Regions from separate parts of the Mus musculus genome. Here region 2 is linked to region 1. Evidence: chromatin contacts called from public HiChIP or PLAC-seq data. All regions are on one chromosome and are shown on one strand. The core of a region is the stretch at or near the end of the contact, and the rest is flanking DNA. Distances in the headings are between cores, read along the strand shown. Region 1 has its middle 26 kb from the start of Rnf168. Region 2 has its middle 17 kb from the start of Zdhhc19.

Region 1 (2,700 bases), core at 1-2,500:
CACCAGCCCCAAGACCCTGTCTTGAAAAACGAAAATAATAAATTTAAAAAATGACGGGATAGAAGTAAATGGCTGCTGTATTAAAATTCAAAATACTAAAGGAAAAAAACAAACAAACAAAAAAAGACAATCCAGGTGTGGTCCCACACAGTTGAAATCCCAGACCTTGACAGGACAATCAGTAGCTTGAGGTCATCTTCAGCTACATAGCAAGTCCCAGGCTCGCCTAGGCTACATGAGGCCCTATTTTGCCTCCCACCCAAAGAAAAAAAGTTTTATGTTATTTACATTTTATTTTCATGTGTACGCGTGTTTTGCTTGCTTGCATGTACAGTATGTGTAGTATGTGTGTGCAGAGTCTGTAGAGACCAGAAGAGGGTGGTGGAGTCTCTGGAACTGGACATTGGAGTTACGTTGTGAGCTGCCATGTGTTCTGGAAAAGCAGAGCCGCCTCCGACTGTCCTGGCTTTATCATTGTTACAGTAGTGCCGCCGGTCTGACTCCAGCCTCCCAAGCCCTCCAGCTCATCCAGAAGTGGACTAATGGGGATATCTCAGAGATACACACAGCAGTGGAAGTATTTCCTCCTCAGAGGTCTTCAGGGTTTATCCTCTCTCAGAACCCAAGCTCCTGATAGTTTAAGAAGCAATAAATTAACTCTTCTATTACAGGTAGTTTCAGTGTTCTCCTACGGGGTATAAAATCCAAGCTTGCTTCCTGGTTTTGAAAAGTCACCATTGAGCTTAAAAAAAAAAAAAAAAAAAAAGACAACAACAAACCTCAATCCCTGGGCATCCCAAAAGCTAAGGACATGAAATCCCACCAATACCCACCCAGGAAAGCTCTGTGTGTGTACACAAACTCAACTCTATATAAACCCGTCTTCTTGGTTTCCTACTGCCTTTTGCCCAAGCAGAGGCAGCCACCCTCTTGTGTCTCTCCCAATAAAATATTTTGTGTCAGGTTTGTGGTGGGGTGTGACTTAGTGGTATTTCTTGGCTCCTACAGCCAGGATACCTCTCCCCTCAGATATTCTATAGACGCATTGGGTAACTTCTCCCCTTAGAGCTTTAACAATCCTCCAGGGCTCCAACATCACCCCAGTGCACTGGAACAAGAAATTCCTCTTGCTTTTTGCATTGATCCTGGCTCCATGTGGTTCACTCAGGGGGTCCCCGGTAATCTATGGCTCCCTGGAGTTTTACACCTGGACTCCTTACATTCCTGGCTTGGAATCTCTATGGAGACAAGGATGGCCTAGAGCTCTGCAAGATCTACTTGGCTCTACTTCAGGAACACTAGAATTAAGTGCATGGGCTACCACACCTAGTGCTTTGTTCATTGGTTTTTGTTTTGTTAACCAGGGGTTGCTTTCAGGTACCTGGTGACTCAAGGAAGCTGCAGACACCCTCACTGAAAAGCTCACTCCAGAATGGGCTTACTAAAGCTGCACCCAATGAACTTCCTGTCCAAATGCAGGTAGCTCCACCAGAGGCTCTTCTCTCTTCTGCAGTTGTTATTGTCTATTTAACTGTGGGGAGGTTGTTCAGTTGGTATTTTTGAGATGCTGGCCAAAGGAGAACTCCAGGGCAGAGAAGCTATAAATCTCAGGCTGGCTTACTCCATGTAGCCTAGAACTCTTCCTAGAACTAGAAATCTTCCTGTCCATGCTAAGCTGTGAAATAGGTCCTTCCACCACTCTGCCCCTACCCCCACGTTGACAAGCATTGAAGCTAAGACCTTGGGACTGTCAGGCAAGTACTCAACCACTGTGCTCGATTTCCAGCCTCTTTTTTTCCTCCCAAGATAGGGTTTCTGTGTAGTCCTGACCGTCCTGGGACTATGTATGGCTGGCCTCCAGCTGCCTGAGTGCTGGTATTAGAGGCCTGCCCCACCACACTGCCTTGCATGGTTTTCAATGCAGTTTTTCTCTGAGTCCACAGTAGGACTGTAGGTCTGCCGCAATCCTACCCGGAAAGCCCAAATTTTGTTTCAAATGAAAAAACAAAACAAAAATCAAAGCAAAATAATCCAAAAATTTTTCAATGTTCTAATTTTTCCATGCTGAAAAATTCTAATTTAAAATTCTAATTTAAAAGCTACCTGGTTGTGGTGGTTGATGCTGAAAAAGCAGAAATTCAAGGCCAGATTATGCTATACTGTTAAGAGGGGAGCTGGGACGAATGAGTAGGATCAAAATACACTACATACATCAAACATGTATGTATAACATACCCTAAAAACAATTAAAAAGCCAAACAAGAGCAAAGTCACATGTAGTAGTACAGGCTGAGCTTTACGAACACCATGAAATATTTTAAGGACATTTAAGGCTACTTTGACTAGATATTTTTAGCATGATTCAGAATTCCAAAGTATTAAGAGAGATTGACTCTTTGAGACGCTCTTATGTTTTCTTCCTGTGGGCCTTACCTTCTCTTAACCCTGATGCTTAAAACTTCACTAAAAATGCTGTGTGGGAGCAGCCAGATGGTTTACTAGTGCAGTGCCACAGCCTCCTCAAACACGCTGCAGCACACAGCGGCTGACCCTCACGATAAATGAATGAATGAACGCAAAGACAGGGTCTCACTGTGTAGACCAGTCTTCGTTCTACCTCAGAGATCTGCCTGCCTGACTTACAAGAGTGGGGTACATGGGGCTGGAGAGATGGCTCAGCGGAGACAGACTGCTCTTCCG
Region 2 (2,700 bases), core at 128-2,627, 210 kb before region 1:
TCTCTGTGTGTGTCTCTGTGTATGAGTATACGTCTGTTTGTGTGTGCCTGTGTGTGTGGTATATGTGTGAATGTGTGTGTGTGAGTGTATGTCTGTGTGTGTGCCAGTGCACATGTGCCACAGAGCACTCACAGGACAACTTTGGGGAGTTGGTTCTCTCTCTGCCTTGTTGAGTCAGAGTCTCTCATTTCTTCTCTGTGCTGCCTGCTCCACACTAGCTGCTGAAAGCTTCTGGGAACTTCTTCTCTCCGCCTCGATCTCATGGCAGGAGGGGGTGCTGGGGTTACAGCCGCACTCTACCTCATGTGGGGTTTTAGTTGTTTCCCAGTGTGGCTCCCAGGAACAGAACCCAGGCCATTCGGCTTGCTATGTCCTCTTCCAGCAATAAGGCTGTAGATGGCTTCCCCCCCTCCCAGTGCCTCTTCTCTCAGGACTACCTGTCCCTCTGGTCCTGACTCCTGCCCCTCTATCAGGGGACCTGAGACAGGAAAGGCTGGCTGAGACCCGTCCTTTGGGACCGGCTTCTCAGTGACTGTTCCTGAATCTGGGCTAACCCTGGGCTTCTGCTCATCTTGTGCACCATCTCTATCAGGTTCACTCTGACATAGAGAACTAAATCGCAGAGCCTGCCACAGTGGAGAGTCCTCTGGGTTAAAGACCAGTGAAGTGATGGAGACCCTCAGGTGCCTCATGATGGGACTTTAGGTCTAGTGATCAGTAGTGAGGCAGAGCACTGAGTCAGAAGTCATTGTGTGTCTGACCCCAGAGGTCAAGGGAAAGACTTTCCAGGAAAAGGGTGTGGTCAGCCATGCCATTACAGCTGGGGATCAAAGAAAAGTGACTTCAAACCAAACCAAACAAAACCTGGGCAGGGGCTGAGACTCAGTGGTAGTGAGCGCCTAGGATGCACACGGCCAAGAGTTTGATCTTCAGCACGGCAGACGAAAACAAAAACAGACTAAAGTAGAAAAAGCAAGTTCCAATCAGGTCTCAGGCCCCATCGGTACATCGGCTATGTGAGTGAACTTGGAAGGGTGTGGACCTTCCAACCAAGCTCCAGGCAGGAGTAGGTCCCAGAGACCCCAGTGAGCAGAAACAGGGTGGGGTGAAGATCAAACAAACTGCTGCTTTAAAGCCACCTGAATGTTTTAGGAATGTCTGGATTTGGGCTTCTCTTTCCTGTAGCAGGATATTTAAAGAAAACAGACCTGAAAGGCTTCGGTTCCAAAGCAAAGAGGCCTCTGTGTGCTTCCTCCTGGCCTCTGCTTTGGAAAAGGTTTCTTTCCTCTTTGCTCTGCATTGTGCCCAGGGCAGCAGAACCCGTTCTCCGAGCCAGGCCAACAGCCCAAGTCTCTGGATAGTCAGAGTGAACTGGGCACAGACCCACCTCACAGCCTGACAGACACTTTCACCCCAGAGGCCTCACAGCAGGGGCTTGGGAGGCTCCAGACTGTACTGCCAGATGGCAGCCAAAGGGCCCAGCCCTGGTCCCCAAGGGGCTCACTCCTGTCCCCTAAGACCAGGCCTAGCTCCTTCCCCTGGAAGATAACTTGGAGAAAGGGAAGGGAGCTAAAAAGGTCACCACAGAAAGGTGATCTAAGCTTAGTGCCTGGGAGTTAATGAGGTGGCCTACAGCCTTGGCTGCTTCCAAGTCATCTCAATCCAGAGTACGAAAGGGCAAAGGGAGGAGGAGGGGAGAGAGAGAGAGACAGAGAGAGAGACAGAGAGAGAGACAGAGAGAGAGACAGAGACAGAAGAAAACATAAGAGAATAGGAACCTGGCCTAGTGGCCCAGATCTTTAATCCTACCTACTTGAGAGGCTGAGACAGGAGGATTGTAAATTCAAGATCTGTCTGGGCTAAAGAGCAAGTTTCAAGGCTAGAACCTGTCTATAATGTCAATACAAATGGTGAAAAGGACAGTACCTTTGTATATCCCGTGTGAAACTGTGAGCTCATTGAGGTGGGGTGGAAGGATCCTTCACAGGGCGAGGACACTAGACTAAGTAGACTAAGATTGTACCACTGTCACCTTGGCAACCATCCCACCTTCATTCCTGTCAGACAGTCTACACCTTGTAGAGACTCATCCAACACTGAATTCAAGACCAGACATTGGCTCCACTTGCCTGTTAGCAGGCAAGGAAGGGTGACTTTGAGAGGCTGGGATATGTTCAGGACACGCTGTAGGAAGCAGAGAACCTGCTCCACCCAGCATCTTCAGAGGCCCGCTCCACTCCTGCACAGCATCTCCGGAGACCCGCCCTTGCTGTTTGCATAGCATCTTGCTGCACTGGCCAGGAAGGGGCCAGCAGGAAGGCATCTCTCCATTTTTGCCCAAGGCTTGTGAAGAAAGATCTAGAAACTAATGGTTTGCGGATGTTCCCAGTGCAGTTTTCTCTGCCCAGAGTCAGTGCCCTTCTTTGAGCTCCTGATCTCCATTGCTGCTAGGGATGGCTGAGTTCTAGCATGACTCGAGTTCAGGCAAGGGATCCTAATGGGCCACTGAGGCATCGAGGTCAGGCCAGAATCGTGTTCACTGAGCCAGAGTCCTAGGTGTGAGAGACCTGGAGGCATAAGCCTGAGTCCATCTGCCTGCAGGCTCTAGCAGGAGGGTCACAGGTTCACTGCCCAGCTGGGCTTTGGAAAGAGTTCAAGTCCAGCCTGAGTAACTCTGATGAGACCTGGTCTCAAATTTTT

The links. HiChIP or PLAC-seq counts read pairs in DNA pulled down with a chosen protein or histone mark.
Region 2: an H3K27ac HiChIP or PLAC-seq map of embryonic stem cells shows a contact between it and region 1, with 9 read pairs. The contact joins two enhancer-like sites. A contact is called at or near these places in 3 of 484 Hi-C or Micro-C datasets (bone marrow-derived macrophages and embryonic stem cells), 3 of 115 datasets of contacts at active chromatin or transcription factors (T-cell acute lymphoblastic leukemia and embryonic stem cells) and 3 of 9 other capture datasets (adipose tissue, liver and pancreatic islet).

Annotation. Positions count from the first base shown.
Region 1 is chr16:32,301,856-32,304,555 of GRCm38.p6, reverse strand. No RefSeq gene overlaps it. Among named protein-coding and RNA genes, the nearest start is that of Rnf168, 26 kb to the right of the region's middle. Within about 2 kb of position 1,250, at least 15 of the 459 cell types and tissues checked have an H3K27ac peak or open chromatin away from gene starts, as enhancers often do. A contact at or near this core is called in embryonic stem cells, where this site is marked.
Region 2 is chr16:32,511,823-32,514,522 of GRCm38.p6, reverse strand. No RefSeq gene overlaps it. Among named protein-coding and RNA genes, the nearest start is that of Zdhhc19, 17 kb to the right of the region's middle. Within about 2 kb of position 1,377, at least 26 of the 459 cell types and tissues checked have an H3K27ac peak or open chromatin away from gene starts, as enhancers often do. A contact at or near this core is called in embryonic stem cells, where this site is marked.